2 separate regions of the Macaca mulatta genome follow, and region 1 is linked to region 2. The links are chromatin contacts, called in public Hi-C maps. All regions are on one chromosome and are shown on one strand. Each heading gives the region's core, a stretch centred on a gene start, on an enhancer-like site or on the middle of the called end of the contact. The rest is flanking DNA. Distances are from core to core; before and after follow the strand shown. Region 1 holds the start of CPSF6 (cleavage and polyadenylation specific factor 6). Region 2 holds the start of MDM2 (MDM2 proto-oncogene).

What was found. Hi-C and Micro-C count contacts between places; a contact is called where the count stands out from the background.
Region 1: a contact with region 2 is called in a Hi-C map of fetal cortical plate, with 3 times the contacts expected there. The contact joins the promoter of CPSF6 here to the promoter of MDM2 in region 2. A contact is called at or near these places in 2 of 14 Hi-C or Micro-C datasets (fetal cortex germinal zone and fetal cortical plate).

The regions. Positions count from the first base shown.
Region 1 is chr11:76,356,806-76,360,754 of T2T-MMU8v2.0, reverse strand. CPSF6 (cleavage and polyadenylation specific factor 6) reads right to left here and starts at 2,231. Exons shown (of 10, transcript XM_015152236.3): 1 at 2,088-2,231. The coding sequence starts at 2,147.
Region 2 is chr11:75,928,292-75,932,338 of T2T-MMU8v2.0, reverse strand. MDM2 (MDM2 proto-oncogene) reads right to left here and starts at 1,986. Exons shown (of 11, transcript NM_001266402.1): 1 at 1,684-1,986; 2 at 891-975. The coding sequence starts at 1,697.

The sequences.
Region 1 (3,949 bases), core at 982-3,481, 430 kb before region 2:
GCCATCAATCTATTCAAACATATAAAGATCTTACTGGCAAAATTATACAACTGTGTTAGATATGTGGTACGTACCTTATACAAATCGTTGAAAAGTTACATTTAAAAGGAGTCCCTCATTGGGTCCACAAAACTAATCTCTTCTTACCTCCCACCCAGTCAGCACTTGTTACTGCACAGGGATAACAATCCACCCAGCTATCCGGAAAAGGGAGATGTCCCTCTCAAATTAAGAATGCAAAAGCCCAAACATATTTCATTAAGAGGTACTGAAAAAAGTTTAACTTCTAAAATTGTGTCCCAATTCTTCTTTTATTGTGCATAGAAAGGTGAAGCAAAGTATTCTCTTGTAAGAAAAGCTAACAAGGGCAGCCTTGAACACTTAATCGTTGTTCCTTGCAGTTACGGCCCTCTTCTAAACGCACTGTTACATTCACTTGATAAATAAAAGGAAAAAAATTTCCTAGAGGTCTTATAAGCGTTAGAATCTGTGTTGCAGTCGAGGAATGTATCTGATTTGTAACTGACACAATTCAAGCATTATTATTTAAAACAAGCACAATTTTAAAAACACAAAAATTTAAAAACTTAACCTTTCATTACAATGTATTACATTTAAACAAATCCAGTCTTCAACGGAGTAGCAAACATTTAAAGCCAACTAGTAGTTTTCTGTTTTCTAATATTTAAACCAGAACAAAGTCATTCCTGAAAAATAAAACAGTAAAGAGCTCCTGAGTTTCCTTGTTTTTAAAAAGCCTGAGCAACTAGTCACGAATATGACAGTTAATGGAGGGGGAAAAAAACACATTAAGCCAGTATTATTTTATTAAGCTTCTCATAAGGACCTGGGGAATACAAAAAAATAAAGCTTTTAGGAACACGGCAGTTAGGCACAATTTGTTTTAAATGTGTTACTACATAAAATGCAGTAAAGATACGACCAGCAGGTTCAAACCTTAAACGTCACTACTCTAGCAACAAACGACATCTTTTGCAAGGATGCCCATTATCAGACATCACAGCTCCGCGTTACCTCTAAGCAACGTCGTTCAGGAAAACCTTGCATTCTCACTTTCGCTCAACCTTTCAAAAGGTAATGCAGGGCCGGGGGATTTAACACTTTGTTTTCGAAAACAGGGTCTTATCTACAACTCTATTTTTAAACCACATCATAGGATTTGGGGTGAACGTTCTTTCATTTTAATCACTATGAGACCTGTGGGTGAGCTAACATCTTTTTGTTCCATCCAAACATCGCGCTTCCAATCTTCCTTTAGGTCCCCGGCCACCCATCTTCACAGGTATTTTCATAACAAAGGCCAAAAACGACTGGGCTTCAAAGGCATTGCAAGCCCTGGATTAACAAGGCAGGACCAGCGCACCGACTTTTATCTGTGGCTCCAAAAGTCAAATGACTTGTTGCAAACAAGCCTGCACCTCAGCCGCCTTCAGAAAGTGTGAAGGGAGGAGGAAGGCGCCACGCCGAAACCTGTCGCAAACCCGAGGAGAGCCCCAGGGACTGGGCGCGCGGGATACAAAGGGCCGTGAATGCGGCCTTCCATGAGGCGATAGTGCGCGGGTAGGGAGACAAAATGGAGCAATGGGAGGAATCTGAGCCCGAGCGGCAGCGGCGGGGAAGGGGCGGCGGCGGCGGGCGCGCGCCCTGCCGGGGCTTCCTCCTCCGGCCGGCGACGGGGGAGGGGGCGCGGCGGTGGCCAGTTCTCTCCGCCGCTTACACGCGGCCCCACCGCCCGGGCCTAGCGCGGCGGGAAGCGCCAGCCGGGTGCCGCCAACAATAGGGAGCGAGGCAGCGCCGGCGAGGGAGGAGCCGGCGGCAGCTGCACAGCCGCCCGCATCCGCGCTCCGGGCCCCGCGACGGGTCGCCGCGCCCGCGGCCCGTGAAACGACGCGGTAGAACGAAGGGCGGGGGGGGGGCCGCCACGCCGGGGGTCGGCGGCGCGGCCCAGAGGCGGCAAGGGCGCATAGTCTGCAGTCGCTTCGGCTCGCGGCCGCAGCGGGCCCCGGGTCAGCGTCCCAGCCGCAGCGCCGCCCGCATGGGCGACGGGGACCCGGGCTCTCACGTACCTGGTTGAACTCTTCGCCCACATCCGCGTAAATGTCTATGTGGTCCACGCCGTCCGCCATCTTCCCTCAGCCTCGGCCGCCACCGCCGCCGCCGCCGCCGCCTCCTCCTGCAGGTCCGCCCGCCGCGGCAGCAGCAGCGGATCTAGCGGCGGTGGGGGGCGCTTGCGTCACTTCCGAGGCCCGAGGGATGGAGGCGGGAGCGACAGGGGCCGGCCGGGGGCGGGGACTGTGCAACCCAGCCGCTCGGCTGGCTGAGGAAAGGCTGCTCCTCTAAGGGCAGAGGGCGTTTCTTTTGTGTCTGGGTGAGGCCCGGGAGTGGGGGGCAATTTCTTTGTCCTCCTCGCGCATCCAGTTTACCAGTGGGTCCCACCTGTTTCCACACATCGTCTTTTCACGTGGCCTCTGCCATACTCAAACGTTTTGTTAATATTTTCATTTATCCGTTTTTCTTACCTTTCACACATGCAGGACTTCTAAAGGTGGAAGTTATATGTTCATGGTTAAATACAAAGTGTAACCCCCGGGCATTCTGTGAGCGGCTTAAGGCCAAAAACAATGTGTTGTTTCTGCATCCTCAGAGACAAGCAGAATTTTATTTGCATGTAAACGCTAGATACCCGTCAGTGGTTATATTTGCACGCTGTTTATGTTGCCATTTCCATCTCTAATCTTCATGGGCTTCTTTCCTCTCCCCTTCTTCTCGCATTCATTGCCCTTCATTTTTTCTTCCTTAGATCTACAGTAGGTTGTCTCTGGCATAGTTCAGATGCTTCTAAAATGAATGCAGTCATCTTAGAGCACACCCAAGAGAGTGGAGGTCTCTTGAGGCCAGGGGCTTCTTTCTCAGAATCCTAGAATGTCCCAGCGGGAAGGGAACTGGAAAGGTGTCCTTAGGTCCAAACATCTCATTTTACAGAGGAGAAGACTGAAGCCTAATAGAACCTAAGTGATTTAACCAGGTCACATGGTCAATAAAGGTAGGAACATTCAGCCACGATACTTTACTCAAGGATGTCTCTCCAGTTTGAAACTTTCCCCTCCGTTCTTTATTTCTTTTTCACTCATTAAGAAATATACTATAGTAGAGCGTGTTTCCTGAGAAACTGGCGAGAAATCATCCATAGAATAACCCAAACAACATCTGTAAGGTTGGGCATCTCTAATCCAACAATTTGAAACGCTCCAAAATCTGAAACTTTTTGTGCACTGACATGATGCCGCAAGTGAAAAATTCCACACCTGATCTTATGTGCCAGGTTGCAGTCAAAATGCAATCAAAACTCAAAATAACTAAAAATATTGTATGACATAATCTTCAGGCTATGTGTATAAGGTGTATGTGAAACATAAATGAATTTCGTTTAGACTTGGGTCCCATCCCCTAGATATCTTATGTATACACAAATATTCCAAAATCCACCAAAATCCAAAATCCAAACACTTCCAGTCCCAAGCATTTTGCATAAAAAAGACTCAATCTGCACTTGGTATGGTGGAAAAAGCTTGGTTGCAGTCATGGAGACCAGATCTGGGTACCCATTTCTAATCAGACATTTTATCAGCTAAATGACCTCAGTCAAGTTTTCAACTCTCATAATCAATCTCAGAATCTTTAAAATCCAGGCAATAATATCTACCTCACCAAGGTTGAAGGTTGGTGATACTTTAAATGAGTTAATATGAGTTAATATGCAAAGTGCCCTGTCCTGTTCCAAGAATCAGTACTTAAATACTGATTCACTTTCTTTCATAGGGCGTTATAGAAGAAAAGAGACACTGAAGTTTAAAGATGAGAGCATTTTCTAGATTGGTGGTGTGGTAGAATGATGGCCCACCATAGATGTTCATATTCTTATCCCTGA
Region 2 (4,047 bases), core at 737-3,236:
ATAGGCACGCACCACCATGCCCGAGTAATTTTTGTATTTTTAGTAGAGACAGGGTTTCACCATGTTGGCCAGGCTAGTCTTGAACTCCTCATCTCAGGTGATCGGCCCACCTTGGCCTTCCAAAGTGCTAGGATTACAAGGGTGAGCCACCGCACCCAGCCTATAATTCCATAAAATCTTTCTTACAGAAATAGTCACACGGGATGGATGTACAAAGCAGCACTATCTGTAATACTCAAAAACAGGAGGCAATTTTTAAAAAGCTGTCAGTAAAGGCATAATTTTTAAAATGGTATACTCATGCTATGGAATACTATGCAGCCATTAAAAAGAATTTTGTAGACTTTATTGACAAGGATGCAAGTCACAGAACAACTATAGTTTCATCTTGTTAGTACAACAAACAGGACAATAACATAGATTTAAATTCAAATGTAAATATATGTGGGTATGCACACAGAAAAAATCTAAAAGGGAACATGGAGCAAAAAGACTGGAATTTTCAGGTTTTACTTTAAAATTTCTCTAATGACAAAAATCTTTAAAACAAGCATGAATAATTTTTGTGACTTTTAGAAATCATTTTTAAAAATTAAATACTGGGAGGTCAAAAAGGAAAAAAAAAATCAGTCACATAACAAACATAACTTCAACCACGCTTAACAATGTAATGGAACTAATTTTTAAAGCCTATGTGGCAAAGGGCTAAGAAAATACTGACCAGTTCTTAACAGTTTTTAACTCCACGCAGTCATGCCCGAGGTAGCACACTTTAAGTTATGCACATACAATGTCATTTACAGAGCCATGCTATAATTGAGGTATATGAAATTTAGTTTATCACTTCATAAAATAAATTATTAAAAGTTACACGAGACAAAAATACTAACCAGGGTCTCTTGTTCAGAAGCTGGAATCTGTGAGGTGGTTACAGCACCATCAGTAGGTACAGACATGTTGGTATTGCACATTTGCCTACAAGAAGGAAAAAAAAGACGATGAAAACTGGAAATCATGAAACATCTGCGAAAAATTAATCATATATAAAGGACATAAACAACGCCTTTGTTAAAACTAAAGCTACAAGCAAGTCGGTGCTTACCTGGATCAGCAGAGAAAAAGTGGTGTGCGTCTGTGCCCACAGGTCTACCCTCCAATCGCCACTGAACACAGCTGGGAAAATGCATGGTTTAAATAGCCCCAGCTGGAGACAAGTCAGGACTTAACTCCTTTTACCGCAGTTTCGGAACGTGTCTGAACTTGACCAGCTCAAGAGGAAAAGCTGAGTCAACCTGCCCATGGAACTGGCCCAATCCCGCCCAGACTACGCGCAGCATTCACAACACCGACCCGACAGGCCCCTGCGATTACCCGGACCCCGCCACCGAGGCGGCCCCGCAGCCCCCAGCCCACGTGACCTTTACCCTGGACTCCCGCGGAGACCTCCGAACCACTCCCGCCCCCCACCGCCGCGAGAGCCGTCCGAAACCCCGCCCTCCTCCCTGGCGGCGACTGCCTAGCCCCAGTCCAACAAAACCTCCGCAAAGCCACGTGCCCCGCGCCCCGAGCCCCCAGCCACAAACCGCACAAAGGCTGCGAGCGGGCAGAGGCTGGGAACCAGCGATGCAGGGGACACCGTCACAGCCCAGAACCAGAAGTGACCGGTCGCTGCCGGGCCGGTACCTGCTCCTCACCATCCGGGGTTTTCGCGCTTGGAGTCGGGGGTCCCTCGAGACTCCCCAGTTTCCTTCACGGGGCCCGCGGAAGCACGACGTCCTGGGCCTTGGGGACCATTCCACTCTCGGGGCCAGGGCACTGGGCGCTCGAATGCACTAATCCGGGGAGGGACGGGGCTCCTGGCTGCGAAAGCAGCAGGATCTCGGTCAGAGGGGTCGGGGCCGCCCCTCGGGCTCGGCTTCTTGCTCCATCTTCCCGATACACAAGGCCGGAGAGGCCCCACGAGCAGCCAAGCTAGCCGCGGTGCCGCGGTGCGCGCCCCCTACCGCCGGAGGGGAGCGCGCGGGGCGTCGCGGCGCATCCGGGCATTTGTGCGCGCTTACACACCCGGCCCCGCTTCCGCCAATTGGGTCAGGGGCTGGGCCGCACCGCCTCCGGGAAGATGGAGTTGGGAGTGTCGCCCCGCGGGCGCGGCGTACTCTGAGGCGGGGTGGGGGTCTTGGCAGCGAACTGGGCGTGTGGGGCTCGGCCCGGGCGCGGCGCCTGCCTGGCTTGGCACTGGGAACACTCCTTTAGCCGTTGCGCTATTTTTGTATTTCTTGTATTTACGCTTCCCGCCCGTGGTGGAAACTGCGACAAATGCGGATCTCCGTGTCGCTGTTACCAAAAAGAAACCAAAATTAACAGCTGTTTAATACGTTAAGCCCACTGCACTAGCCGCTGGAGTTGTACACAAATGAGTCAAGGCCTGTTTTTAATAAAGATTAAAAATAGCACTTAAGGCAGGCTTATACACCGGTGCATACAGCTGCTATGGTTGGAGAACAAAGACGCTGGTTACCGTTGGTGCGGAGGGGAGCGGTTACTTTTAGAATGTTTGGGTATGGCCAGGCGCGGTGGCTCACGCTTGTAATCCCATCACTTTAGGTAGGCCGAGGCCGGTGGATCACTTGAGGTCAGGAGTTCAAGACCAGCCATGGCCAACATGGGAAACGCTGTCTCTACTAAAAACTACAAAAATTAGCCGGGCATGGTGGCGGGCACCTATAATCCCAGCTACTCGGGAGGCTGAGGCAGGAGAATCCCGTGAACCCAGGAGGCGGAGGCTGCAGCGAGCCAAGATCATGCCACTGCACTCCAGCCTGGGCGACAGGGCAAGACTGTTTCTCAAAAAAAAAAAAAAAGTTTGGGTTTGTTAATCTACACATTCATTATCATTAAAATATATATTTATATGTTATGCACTCATTCTGACTCACCTACTTGCCCACAGAGGTGTGGCAAAAACGTTTTTGATACGGCCTCATAAGTTGAGGACATAAAGAATTGAGTTAGCTAAACCCAAAAACACAGCCGTTGCAAAGAAGGAACACCTTTCTTTGGCCAGTAGGTGATTAGCTCTTTGTAAACAAGGGCCTTTTTTTAATAAAGTTATATCCTTCCCTTCTGCAGCTTTTTTTATAAAGTTATATCCTTCCCTTCTCCTGCTTCCCAGCCTACCAGAAAGTAACCTTCCTTAAACATAGTGGTCACTCAGTTGATTGAAGTTGATTGTCAATATTATTAACTTAAGAGATTTAATATGTGGCTTTTAAAAAGGTAATCTCCATCAGATCAAATACAGTGGGGTTTCTAATTGTTAGACTCAGTGCTTGAAATTGGATGAAAGAAAATCTCAAGCAGTGAGAAAATGTTAGCATGAAAAGAAAGATAAGTGATAACGCTGGGCACGGTGGCTCTCGCCTGTAATCCCAGTACTTTGGGAGGCTGAGGTGAGCAGATCACGAGGTTAGTAGTTCAAGACCAGCCTGGCCAACATGGTGAAACCCTGTCTCTACTAAAAACGCAAAAATTAGCCGGGCCCAGTGGTGGGCACCTGTAATCCTAGCTACTCGGGAGGCTGAGGCAGAAGAATCGCTTGATCCTGGGAGGCGGAGGTTGCAGTGAGCGGAGATCGTGCCACTGCAGTCCAGCCTGGGTGGAGAGCAAGACTCCATCTCGGAAGAAAAAAAAAAAGATAAGTGATAGAGGTTGATATTTGTTAAATATCAAGTGAGCGAATAGGTTTGTGCTATAAAAGTTAAGAGACATAATTAATTGCTTAGTGAACGCTGGAGGCAGTTCACAAAGGCCTCAGAGAAGATCACACATATTTTGTGTCTTGAAAGATGGTGAGACTTAAATAAACGCAGAAAATATTCCAGGCACAAGAAAACTATCAAAAAATACAGAAAGGAAAATATAAAGAGGGCTGTTTGAGTTACAATAAATCAGTTTGACTTGCATGAAAGTCAAGAAGAAGTTTTAAGAACTTGGAGTCTTCTTAAATGCCAAGCAAGGAAATTTGGGCTTTAGACAGAGTAGATATTA